Linked DNA regions of Oryctolagus cuniculus: region 1 is linked to region 2. A link is a contact called in public Micro-C data. All regions are on one chromosome and are shown on one strand. Each heading gives the region's core, a stretch centred on a gene start, on an enhancer-like site or on the middle of the called end of the contact. The rest is flanking DNA. Distances are from core to core; before and after follow the strand shown. Region 1 holds the start of PLBD2 (phospholipase B domain containing 2). Region 2 holds the start of DDX54 (DEAD-box helicase 54).

Region 1 (6,407 bases), core at 1,782-4,281, 130 kb after region 2:
CAGCCGGCTGGATCCTCCTGGCTCGGAGTGCTGACGTCACTCAGACCACGGACCCTAAGGAAACAGGGCTGGGGCAGGGACGCTTGCTGCGGGCGGCACCAGTCTGGCCTCTGTCCGCCAGGTGTGAAACACTGCCTGGGCAAGCAAGTGGGACCGGGCGAGGTGCGCCCCCTGGTGGCCGCAGTGGGTAGCATCCGCAGTGCTGTCTCTGCAGGCTTTGTGACGGGGACAAGTCAGGTCATCTGCTTGAACAGGTTTCCCCTTCTGCACAATTGGAACAGTGGCAGTGGGAACTTCCCGGGTGATTGTGACACCCAGTATATGATTAGCAAATATGGCGATGATGGGTACTGTGGGTACTGACAGCAACGGAGTCCTTTGAGAGGGTGAGGAGGGGGCTCAGCTCACCGGCAGTGCAGGCAGTGGGGGGAGGCGCCTGGAGGAAGCTTTGGGGGGTTACTCTGTGGCAAGCCAGGAGTCCTCCCCTCTCTCACGTCGCCACCCTGCCCTCAGGGTCCTCCCTTCTGTCCTCCCAACAAGGCAAGCTCCTCGGTGCCCCAGGACCCTTGCACACACTGCCGCCCTTGCTTCTGTCTGGAAGGCTCTTGCCCAAGATTTCTTCATGGCTGGCTGGTTCCTCTTCCTCATTCAGCTGTCCTGGCTTTGGCGTTTTTTTTTTTCTCTTTAAAAATGTTTTTTGAATTTTCATTTAAGTTGAAAGGCAGAGAAACAGAGATGGGGGGGATCTTTCACCTGCTGGTTTGCTCCTGGTGTCAGCGTCAGAGCCCACATGGGTCCACGGGTTCAGAATTGGCTTGCAGCATCGCTCGGCCGGAGAAAGACCGCAGGGTGTGGTGTGACCGCCACCTCCAGGCCATCGCCTGGCCTCCCTCTAGGGAGAAGAGACCCCGACTGGGTGTGCCGTGTGTCTGTGGGTAGCGCCTGCTGTGGACAAGGCAGCGTGATGTCAGAGCACTCAGGCGCCTGCAGCTTTATTCTTCAATGTGTGCTCACCGTTGTTTCTAGTTGAAAGGCAGAGACCGATGGAGAGACGGCTTCCATCTGCTGGTCCCCACCAGAGCACCCGACATCCTGGGCCGGGTCACGTGAAAGCCAGGAGCCCGGAACTCAATCAGGACCTCGCGGGCGGGGGCAGGGACCCCAGGACTCGAGCCGTGGCTGCTGCCTCCCAGGGTGCATGTGAGCAGGAAGCTGGATCGGAAGTGGAGCAGCGGGGGCTGGAACGAGGCGCTCTGGTAGGGCTGTGGGCACCCCAGGCAGCAACTTAGCTGCCGAGCCCAACACCTGCCCCCCAACGGTTTATTCAATGCCAGTCGCTTTGCCTTCTAAGTAAACAAATCTCTTTAAAAAATCGCACCCCTCACTCAGCCTCCCCCGTTCCTACTCTACATTCCTGTGACATCGCCTCCGTGGCGCGGCTGTCTGCACAGCTTCCATTTCTCCTATGGCGAATAAAGCGAGCGCCTCCCACCAGTTTAGGTCATTCTTGGCACCGGCGCTGGGGCCCTGTGGTGGGTAAGGCCACGGCCCTCAGCCGGGCATCCCATACGGACGCCAGTTCAAGTCCTGGCTGCCATACGTCCGATCCAGCTCCCTGCTAATGCACCTGGGAGAGCAGTAGAAGATGGTCCAAGTCCTTGGGCCCCTGCACCCACGTGGGAGACCTGGAAGAAGCTCCTGGCTCCTGGTTTTGGACCCATCCAGCTCCAGCTATTGCAGCCATTTAGGGAGTGAACCAGCGGATGGAAGACCTCTCTCTCTCTCTGTCTCTGTCTCTCCCTCTCTCTCCGTATCTCTGCCTTTCAAATAAATGAATACAATAAATCTTCTAAACATCATTCCTAACTTATTTTTTTTTTTAACAGTCAAGATGGCTCTCCAGGGCACACATGTTCTTAGGTCTTTTTTCAAGAATTGCACATTCATGGTTTTTCTTGCCCAGTTTTTCGGTCTGGTTTTCAGACTCCCCGCCCCCATCATGGCTCTGCGGTTCCGCGCTGAGGATCTTTGGATCTTTGCCCTTTTTCTGGACTCTACGCGATGCGAATGTTTTCTCCCACTTTGTCTCGAGCTTGACGCGAAGTTGCGGCCAATGCAGGCGTCAGGGCCGAGTTCTCAGCCCCCACCCCACCCCCCCAGACCCAGACGGAGGCGCCCGGGCTCCTCAGCCTCGCCTGCTCCGTCTCCTGCCCTGACATCCTGATCGGTTTAGTCCTGCACTTGATGCGAGGTAGGCGGGTTCTGAAATGATAAGTGACAAATTATTTAATTGGAACGACGGAGAGACAGACATCCACACGCACAGAGCGAGCTCCCGCCTGCTGGCCACCCCCCAGGCCCACACCGGCCGGGGCCCGGAGCTCCAACCGCGCGGGTGCAGGGCCCAGGCGCTGAGCCACCACCGTGGCCGCGAGCTGGAGCGGGCAGCGGCGTCCTGAGCCGGGGCGCGGACGCCCACCTCCGGGGGAAAGTTCCAGACCTACGAACCGCGATCAAGACCATGCTCGAGGGGACAGCGCGCAGTAGTTGGCGACCTGCCGCTCTACCCACGTCACGCGCGCCCGCGCCCCATCAGTGACGTCATAGTGCGTGTGAGCCACAGCCTCCCGCGTCCTCCGAATCCACTCCAGTGTGTGACAGCGAACGCAGAGCCGGTGCCGCCGCCGGTGCAGGCGCAGTGAAGTCTTCGAACTCTCTGGGCCCTGGAGGGCCGACCGTGAGGATGACGTCACTGCGTGGTGGTGACTTGGCTGAACTCATTCAGCAGCGTTAGGCAGATAGAGAAGTCACTTAAACGTGACAGTCAGTTCATGGCGGGCGTATGGGCATTGCCTACTATCGCAGCTTTTTTCGAGGTTGGACACTTGCAAAGTAAAAAGTTCTCGCTGGGTGTGCGTGGACCGAAAGCGGCGCCGGGCCCTTTAAGGCGCGCCCCGCCCCTTACCGCTCACCCCTCCCAGGGCCCGCCCATCCCGGAAACGCTCGGCCCAAGCCCCGCCCCCGGCGCGGCGCAGTCACGTGACGCGGGCTGCGGCGCGCCGCTCCCGCGGTCATGGTGGCGCCGAGGGACGGCTGTGCCGGCGGCCGCCTGGCCCGGGCGCTGGCTCTGGCCCTGCTCACCGGGCTGCTCTTGGGCGGCCTGGCGGGCGCGGCCCCGGCCCCGGGCGGCGGCGAGCAGCGCGACCCCCCGTCCCCGCCCGCCTCCTGCTGCCGCTCGGCCCTCTTGGACGCTGCGACGGGCCAGCTGCGCCTGGTGGACGGTCGCCACCCCGACGCCGTGGCCTGGGCCAACCTCACCAACGCCATCCACGAGACCGGGTGAGGGTTGGCCCGCCCCCGCGCGGGGGTCCGTTTCCCGCCCCGAGGCCGCAGGTCCCCGGCTGGGGTGGGGGTGGGGGCCCCCTGGAGCCGCCCCTCCCTCCTGGGGCCAGTCCCGGGCCCTCAGCACTTCTGTCCCCAGAGTCCAGCGCCCCGCCGCCGCCCCCTCGGTCCTGCCCCGCGGGCCAGCCCCAGCCCTGGCAGCCCAGCCCCGGCTCGCTTCTCTGTGCCTGTCCGCACCTGGCTTCCAGGCCTGTCGGAAAGCGCAGGGTCTCTAACCTCACAGAGACCCAGCTGTGTGTCCTCGCGGGCGCGCCAGTCCTCGGCCCGGATGCTGTGGGCGCAGGTGCCCCGTGCGGGCGGTCAGACCGCCGCGCCTGCTGCTGCGGGGACCCTCTCCTGACTCCCCTGCCTGCCTGGGCTCCCGTGGCCGGGCTGTAGTTGTGTGAGGCCCCTCCCTGGCCTGCCCGGGGCTGGTGCTCATTTGTTCTCCTTGTGCGTGGCCTTAGGGACCTTAGGGACCCAGAGCTGAGAGCACAGCCGGTTCCCGCTGAGTGGGAGAAAGAGACGGTGTCGGGAGGGAAAGCGAAGCAGAGTCGCGCCCTGCTTGGGGGACGGCAGAGAACGGGGTGCCCCCACCCCATCCTGGGGGATCCCAGTGCTCAGCACCCCTACCCCCACCCCCAGCGGGCGTGGCCCCCTTCCATCTTGCTGCACGGATTCTCCTGGAGTTAGGGAGACATGGAGGGCTGAGGACACCCCCAGTCTGGTGGTGCTTGGTGGCTCTCGGGCGGATAGGAGATTGGGGGTGGGTGGGTTTTCCGTAAACATGGATGCCGGGTAGAACAGATCTGGGAAGCCTGCCGGGCGGAGGAGGCCACAGTGTGGGCAGGTGTCTGGAGGGAACAGGAGATGTGCGACTGCTGAGTCACGTATGCTTGTGGTCCTGCCTGGCTGGGGCCAGCAGACAGGACACAGCTGCCTGGGGCCAGCCGGGAGGAGTTGGGGAGTGATGGGAAACCTTGACCGTGGTCCACTGCTGTGCCACCTGGGGTGAATCTTCCCACCTCTCCGAGCCCTGCTTGCTGCCCCAAGGGGAGAACGAAAGCCCAGTGGCAGGTCAGTGGGGTTCCAGGGAGCCCTGTGTTGGTTGCTGAGGGACCCCCATTTCACAGCTGGCAAGACTGAGGCCCGAGAGGTGACTCGGGACTCCTGTGGGTTTCTTGCCCACGCGCTGTCCTGACACCTTTCCCGGGCGGCTCCCCTTCCTGGCTCTTCCTCACACAACCCCTGGCCCCATGTTTGCCGGCCCGGAGGCTGCTGATGCCGGGGACACCACGCTGGGGTCCTGATTGTACGAGTGGGGGGGCTGAGGTCCTCGGAGAGCCTTAGCTTCGGGGATGAGAGGAAGGGAGACACGTGGGGCGCCCTGGCCCCGATTGGCAGCCTCCCGCTGGGAGGGTGGGTCGGGGTTGGCTCCTGTGTTCTGGAGTTGGGGTCCCTCTGCCTCCCTGTGAAATCTCCAGATTTTAGGCCGGCGCCGCGGCTCACTAGGCTAATCCTCCACCTTGCGGCGCCGGCATACCGGGTTCTAGTCCCGGTCGGGGTGCCGGTTTCTGTCCCGGTTGCCCCTCTTCCAGGCCAGCTCTCTGCTGTGGCCAGGGAGTGCAGTGGAGGATGGCCCAGGTGCTTGGGCCCTGCACCCCATGGGAGACCAGGATAAGTACCTGGCTCCTGCCATCGGATCAGCGCGGTGTGCCAGCCACAGCGCGCCAGCCGTGGCAGCCATTGGAGGGTGAACCAACGGCAAAGGAAGATCTTTCTCTCTGTCTCTCTCTCACTGTCCACTCTGCCTGTCAAAATAAATAAATAAAAAAAAATTAAAAAAAAAAATCTCCAGATTTTGCCACTGGGGGCCCCAAGATGGTCGGATCAGTTCTCTCTGCCCCGTAATCCTTCCCCTCTGTGGGCCAGCACCCGCCCTGCAGCCCAGAAATGTTTAGGACTTGGTGCTTGGAGGCTGCCGATGCCCCTGGGCAGAGCCTGAGCCGGTCTGGCCTTGGCCCCGCGCAAGCTGAGCCCTCCACCCTTCACTTCTCCCTCCTTGCTTCCCACGGAGTTGAGAGAGGAAGTGAACAGGAGTAAGAGGGAATTAACACATGAGTCAGTCAACAAGCAAAAGCCCAGCCCAGTAACAGGGATGGAGAAGACCCGGCAGGAGAGAAACCCGGGCCACGGAGAATGCGGAAGGTGGGGTGGACGTGTCGCCTCGCGGTTAGACGCCCGTATCCCACGTCACAGGGCCTGGCTCCTGACTCCGGCGCCCTCTTAGTTCGGGCCCTAAGAGCGGCAGGGGCGGCTGGAGTGACTGGGCCCCTGCCACCCCCATGGGAGACCTGGATTGCGTTTCTGGCTCCTGGCTTTGGCCTGATCCGGTCCCAGCCACGGCAGGCTTTGCGGGAGGCAGTTGGCAGGCGCTGGGGAGATCTCTGTCTATCAAATAAAATAGTACAAAAATCTTTAGAGACTTAATTATTTATTTGAAAGACAGTGACAGAGAGAGAGAGAGAGAGAGAGAGAGAGGTCTTTCATCTGCTGGTTCACTCCCCAAATGGCCACAGCAGCTGGGGCTGGGCCAGGCTGAAGCCGGGAGCCAGGAGCTCCATCCCGGACTCCCACCTGGTTAGCAGGAACTCAAGTGCTCAAGCTGTGACTTTCTGCTTCCAGGCACAGTAGCGGGGGGCTGCATCAGAAGGGGAGCAGCTGGGACTCAGCTCCAGTAGGGGTGCAGCGGTGGCTTAGCCCAGTGCACCGCAGCGCCTGCCCTGAGCCTGCCCTGAGCGGCTCTTTGAATTCACGGTGTTTTGCGAGGATAAGGAAGGAGTAGAAGCCCGGATAAGGAGGCACCGCCCACCGCCCGCAGAGGCAGGCACCCAGGGGCTGGGGGCCAGTGCATACCTGTGACCGCTTGCCCATCCTACCTCGATGGTCTGGGGTTTTCAGATGGGGCCTCGGTGAAGAGGCGCCTTGAGCCATCTTGGAGGCGTGGCTGCCCCCCACAGAAGCAC
Region 2 (6,281 bases), core at 135-2,634:
CGCTGTGTGTTACGGAGGCGGGAGCGGAAGTGACTCCGGAGGGCGCATCGCCAGCAGCGAGGGGGTCAGAGACTCGAGCTCCGGCTTCGGGATCCACATTCCTTCCCCCAGGACCCCTGACCCCCGCCACGACCCTCCGGGTCAGAGCCCAGCCCGCCTTGTGCAATGGGTGAGCTAAGAGGTGTTCATGTCTTATAGAGCTACTCAAAAAAAGGGGGGGGGGGGACCAGACACGGACGACAGTGACCTCACCTGGCCCCCGGCAGGGGGACGCACCCAGGCCCAGCCCCACTGCCTGAGCCAGGCCGCCTCCTCTCTGGGGCACCTGCGGCCACAGCCCCGCACAGGCTGGAAACTGAGGCACGGGGCGGCACAAGGCTGGGCAGGACCCGACGCCGGGCTGGGCTGAAGCCCACACTTACTGCCCCCGACCTCCATGTGCTGGTCCCTCCTCACCATCTCTGCTCTGGTGGGACCCCTGAGCGCCTGGCGCTGGCCCTGCCAGAGTGGGGAAGCCCCGCGGCGCGGCCCTGCCTCTTCCCCCAGGCACCCATGCCCCTGCCGGGCGGGCACAGCTCTCCGGCCCTCGGGGCTTCACACCTGCCAAACACCCGCCCACCCCCATTTGCGTGGATCTGTCACTCAACAGTGCAAAGGTCCCAGGCTTCGGACCCAGACCACCCGGGCTTGAATCTGCTGTTCCAGTCGTAAGCCGAGGTCATGCTCAGGTTTCGTAACCCCTCTCGGCCTCGATTTCCCCTCTGGGAAATGGGGGTTCCAGTACTTAGGGTTAACGTGAGGGAGCCCGGCACAAGCGTACAGGACCGACTGCTTAATTTAATGGTACTTTCTCAGGGACTTGGGGACGCCACTGGCTCAAACCACCCGCCCCTTCCTCCCCGAGACTCCCCAAACTCTCCCAAGTCGGGTGTCCGCACCCGCACTTTTCATTGGACGAGCGGGCACTCGGATACGCCCCCTGGCAGGAGGTAGCCAATGAGGGGAGCGCGACCAGAGCCAGCCGGAGGCCGGCAGGCCGGGTCCCTGGGAGCCGCCGGACCCGGGGGGCGACACGTGCCCGGGCTGGCCGAGCCCACTCCCCAGCTCGGGGAACCGAGCCGCGGGGTGCTGCCCGGAGCCCGGGCCCCGCCGTTGTGTCCCACCTCGCGCTCCCACCTTACGGGCCCGGGCGTCATCTTCCGCCTGGATCTCAAACTCGCCGTCCTCCGAGTCGCTGTCGCGGGCCTGGGAGGCCGCGTCTCGGCGCTTCCGGAGCCCCTTCTTCTTCCTCCACTGCGCCATGGCGGGTCGCGACCGAGGTCCGGCCGCCGTGCGCCTGCCGGCCGCCATGCGGGACCCAGCTCCCGGAACCCGGAAGTGGGCGGAGTCTGTGGAACGAACCAACTGCGCAGCCGGGGTGGGGGTGCGCCGCGGCCACGGGCCACGGAGCCACGCAGCCTCGGACGCGCGCGCCGCCCGCCAGCGGCCGCCGGAGGCCTAGGCCACCCGCGCCCGCCCGCTCCCGGCCGGTGCGACGTGCCCAGCTCCCGCGCTTCGGGGAGAGGGGAGCAGGGGAGCGCGGCTCCTCCCGGGCCGCTGATGGGCCGGGCCACGGAGAGCGCGCCGTGGCTGCTGCGCGTGCCCCGGGCTGCTCGCTAGGCCGCTGCTGCCCGGGGTCGCCGCGGTGGGGTCCTGGGCCCGGGGGACCCCTGGGATGCGCCGAGCGCCGCCGGGGACCCGCCGCAGAGTCCGGGCCCTGGAGCGAGGGCGGTGTTGCGCCGCCCGCGGGCCGGGGAGCTCAGGTGCGGGGACCTGCGGCGTCGGTTCGTGGGCTGTGAGTCTGCTGGCCAAGCGCACGGTCCTCGGGTTCGCCTCTGCTTCCCCCGCTTCAGCTTTCTAGGTGCGGCCTGCGCGCGGCGCTTCTTCTAAAGCCTCGGTTTTGTGATCCTGCAGATGGGCGCGTCCGGAGCTACTTCGCGGCGCTTTGGCGAGGATTAACTGGGACTATGCCTGCCAAGCTGCTGGCGCGAGGTAGGCGTGGGGTCGGGTGGACGGCTGCCCGTCTCCCCTCCGTACCCCCGGCCCGCCCGTGTCTGCTGAGCGCATCCTGTTTCCGGAAGTGCCCGTCTGTTTATTCGCTACACCTTGGACAGCGGCACCCCTTTCCCCAGCGTGACAACCGAAAACAAACGAAACGCCCCCGGGCTGGCACGCCCCTCGGGCCGCGCGGTCCGGGCAGAGCCAGGCCTTCTGGCCTTGTCCGGGAGCCCTGCTGTTGGCTCAGCTCGGCCTCCCTGACCCCCTCTCGCGCAGGGAGCCCTGGAGGCGGGGCCTGGCACACCTGCCGTCGCCCGGGACTGTGGCCAGCATGAAGCCCCCGGAGGAGCTGGCCGCCGGCGGGATGCAGACCCTCCGCCCTCAGCGCCGAGGCCGGCTCAGGGCCAGGCCGTCCTATGTGGATGAGACGCTGTTTGGCAGGCCTGCGGGCACCCAGCTTCGCCCACCAGATTTTGACCCACCCTGGGTGGTGAAGGAGAAGGCCGGCCCAGCCAGAGGAGTGGGCGCGGCAGCCCAGGGGAGCTGTGAGACCACCGCGGCCAAGGGCGCTGCCTCCACCCTCACGCCCAAGAAGAAGAATAAATACAGGTGAGGGGCTGGGGAGACGCACCTGTGTTCCTGTTGCAGCCCGACCTTGACCTCGCCGCGCTCCGTGCGGAAGACAGGACCAGGGATCCTCCCTGGTAGGACTGGTGAGGGGGGACAGATGAGTGGGGGGCACAGGAACCCAACACTGGACAAGGCAGCAGCCATGCCCGGGGGCAGGAGGTGAGGTCCCAAGCCCCCAGTGCAGACGGGGTGCGAGGCCCGGGGGTGGGGTCTCTGGGACAACCGAGATTTGCGATGGACCCACGGAGCCGTGAGCGCGTGGGCGGCCCGGATTTCAGCAGGTGGTTTTGAAAGTGGGTCTTGCTGCGTTTTCGCGGGCAGTTTCAAAAACCGGAAGTTGCTGAGAGGTCGTTGTCTAATTCCGTTCCCGGGATTATTTCTGATCTGAGTCTGGAGGGAGGTGTCTGGTCTTGAGCCACAGGTTTTTTGTTTGTTTGTTTGTTTTTGTTTTTGTTTTTGTTTTTAATTGTCACCGGGGGTTTGAACAAAAACTCAGCAGGCTGATAGGTTGGTGAGTGCAGACTGCCATAACCAAACGCCACAGCTTTACGCGGTCCAGGCTCGGTCCAGGTTCGGGGCAGGCTGGATCCAGGCTCAGTCCAGGCTCGGTCCAGGTTCGGGGCAGCACAGCTGTGGGGGCTGTGAGTCCAAAGCCGGGGTGCTGGCAGCCTTGCTCAGCCTTGCTTTCTCCCGGGCCTTAGCTCTGGGCTTGCACATCCAAGCGTGATGGCCCTGGCGGGGAGGTGACGGCCACCCCCCTGCTCACTCGCAGGTGGGGCACAGACACCTTGGGACCATCAGACACAGGCGTCAAAACCGGGTGGCCAAAGGCCGTCCTCCCAAAGACGCGCAGTGCGCGACGGGAGCACTTTCAGTCCTGGCCAGAACTCACCAGGCCTGGCCTGGCGCCCTGTAGCTGGGCTCTGACTATTTGCTGGATTAATGATAATAAAAACTTCATAATTGCCGAAAGATTCTCATTAAAGATGAGAGCCTGCTGAAGCTCAGGCCGTCACGCGGATCCTTGGTTGACTCCGGTCTCTGCCGCGGTCTTGCCGTGGGGCCCGCGTCTCCTGCCCTGTACTACGGGGCCCATTTGGATGTGCACGTCCTGAGAAATGGTGCGGTAAGGCAGGTGACGCGCCGAGGCCCGGGACTGTGGAAGTGCACACACTGCACATTTAAAAAGCTCCTCTGGGGGAGGGGCCCGGCCGGCTTCGTCATGGGCTCAAGCTGCTGCGCGGGGCCGCGGGACGGCAGAGGGGTTAGCGGACAAGGCCTCCAGGAGCAGCAGGAAACCATAAAGACTATGGTTAGATTGATGGGGACTCTCGGTTGCAAGTGACAGAAAAAACTGGCTTGAGCAGCAAAAGGGCATTTGGGGCTCAAACTGCCGCTGGGGCTGTCGGTGCCGCCTCCCCCTGCATCTCCCAGGTCCCCGGGACAGGCGAGATGGCCACAGACTGTCAGCTTAGCACAGGGCAACTCTGGGTGGCAGCCTGGGACAGACCTAGGTCATGTGGCCTCCTCTGGACCAATCAGTGTGGCCAGGGGGATGGAATATGCAAATTGGCAGGGCATGGGGGTCAGGATGCAGGGGGCCGGGGCGGTTCTTGGGGAAGCAGCAGGAGCGAGGGGTCCCCAGGAACCTGAGAGGCCTGGGTGTCCCTGTGGGCGCCGGGTTGGGTGGCAGGGGCCCCTCGGGACACAGTGCCGCCCCCTGCCTTTCTCTCCCCTCGGCCAGGCTGCTCAGCCACACCCCGTCTCACTGCGACGAGTCACTCTTTGGCCGGCGATGTGAAGGCAGCAGCTGGGAGGCCCCGTGGACAGAGAAGGGGAACACCGCGAAACTCCACGCGCTCCTCTGGACGCCGCCACCGACCCCCAGGGGCAGCCAGTCACCCCGCCCCAGGGAGACCCCGCTGCGAGCCGTCCACCCGGCTGCTGCCCCGGAGACCAAGCCCAGGGAGGTGGCAGACTCCAGGAGGCGGTCCCTGGGCGGCGAGGGCTCCCCACGCCCCCCGGGGCGGGCACGCTCCCAGTCCCTCACTCTCCTCAGCGTGCCCAGTCCTGGCCCCCCGACTACCCGTGCCCCGCCCACACGTGAGCCCCGGGACCCCAGGCCGCCTGCGTCTGGGGTGACTTTCCGGAGCCCGCTGGTGACGCCCAGGGCTCTCTCCGTCAGTGTTTCAGTGCCAGCGACCCCCCGACGAGGGGCAGAGACCCAGAAACCAAAGCCCCCTTGGAGATGAGGGCCTCTCGTGGCTGGGGTCATCCCGGTAGACCAGCAGCACAGCCTGGGTCACCCGCAGGCATGGGAGAAGCCCCCGGGACCAACCAGCCCTGCTTACCCCTGCTGCTTCACCCCAGCGTGTACTGGGGGCCATCCTTGGAGAGGCCTCTCTCCCGCTCTGTGCCAGCCTCACTCAAAACCAGTGCCAGCCCAGGGCCCTGCCTCCTCTCCATCCGCCAGGCGGTTCTGCGGCCCAGTGTGCACACCTGTGTGGGGTGCCTGTTCCCTGTCCGTCCCTCGAGTCGAGCTTCCCGCTGAGGATTCCTTTCCAGCTGTCCAGTGGCCTCCGAGGGCTTCCCGGGCTGTGCGGGGACCCCAGGGAGCGCGGGAGCACCGGGGGGATGCGTGGGTGAACACGTTCCGTTTTAGCAATCATGTATTTATGTTCATGTAGTAAATACATCGGCAGCACAGCAAAGCCATAGGTGCTTGTAGTTTTTTCTCTCCCCATTAGGCCTTTTTTGGAACTGAATCGATTTAAGTAACGAAGTTACAGAACGCCCACTGCTCGCATGGGGAAGGGGCAAGCTGGGCGGGGCCTGGCTTCTTTGTTCCTTCCGTGTTCAGCCAGAGCTGCTGCCTAGTAGGTCAGCTGGTTCCTCCCTGAGCTCAGAATGTAGACCGCACTGAACTGGTTTGTGTGTGTTTTTTAAAGATTTTTTTGTTTGAAAACCAGAGTTACAGAGAGAGTCTTCCGTCTGCTGGTTCACTCCCCAGATGGCCACAACAGCTGGGGCTGAGCCAGGCCAAAGCTAGGAGCCTGGACCTCCATCCGTGTCTCCCAAGTGAGTGGCAGGGGCCCAAATACTTGGGCCATCTTCCGCTGCTTTCCCAGGCGCATTGTTAGGGAGCTGAATTGGAAGTGGAGCAGCCAGGACTCGAACCGGCTCCCACACGGGAGGCTGGCATCGCAGGCAGCAGCTTAACCCACTGCAGCACAATGTGGGCGCGTTTGTCTTGGGAGGACTGAAAAGTGGCTTCGATTTTTATTTGAATTTGAAAGACAGACACCCCCCCAAGTGCCTGCAGGGAGTGGGGCTGGGCCAGGCCGGAGCTGGGAGCTGTGAACTCACTCCAGGTCCCCCCGTGTGGGAGGCAGGGACCAACTGCTGGAGCCACACCTCTGCCTCCCAGGGTGCACGTCCACAGGAAATGGAATTTGGAAGCAGAGCTGGGACTGGAACCCAGGCCCTCTGGAAGGATGTGGCATCCCAAGCAACACCGAGACCCCTGTGCCAAGTGCCTGCCCCAGCCCCGGTGGTACCGCTTGTAAATGACCAGTCACACGCCACACAGCGTTCAGGCAAGCACGGGAGGCACC

Evidence for each region. A called contact is a pair of places that touch in the nucleus more often than the background predicts.
Region 1: a contact with region 2 is called in a Micro-C map of ear pinna, with 5 times the contacts expected there. The contact joins the promoter of PLBD2 here to the promoter of DDX54 in region 2. A contact is called at or near these places in 3 of 6 Hi-C or Micro-C datasets (ear pinna, psoas muscle and an unstated tissue).

What each region holds. Positions count from the first base shown.
Region 1 is chr21:10,376,666-10,383,072 of mOryCun1.1, forward strand. It overlaps PLBD2 (phospholipase B domain containing 2), which reads left to right and starts at 3,032. Exons shown (of 12, transcript XM_051826590.2): 1 at 3,032-3,339. The coding sequence starts at 3,074. LOC127484707 (a long non-coding RNA gene) reads right to left here and starts at 3,035. Exons shown (of 2, transcript XR_007911883.2): 1 at 2,480-3,035; 2 at 1-2,262.
Region 2 is chr21:10,250,125-10,256,405 of mOryCun1.1, forward strand. DDX54 (DEAD-box helicase 54) reads right to left here and starts at 1,385. Exons shown (of 20, transcript XM_008272276.4): 1 at 1,177-1,385. The coding sequence starts at 1,350. RITA1 (RBPJ interacting and tubulin associated 1) reads left to right here and starts at 1,602. Exons shown (of 4, transcript XM_002719757.5): 1 at 1,602-1,802; 2 at 1,954-2,031; 3 at 2,314-2,646; 4 at 4,412-5,382. The coding sequence starts at 2,369. The coding sequence ends at 4,919.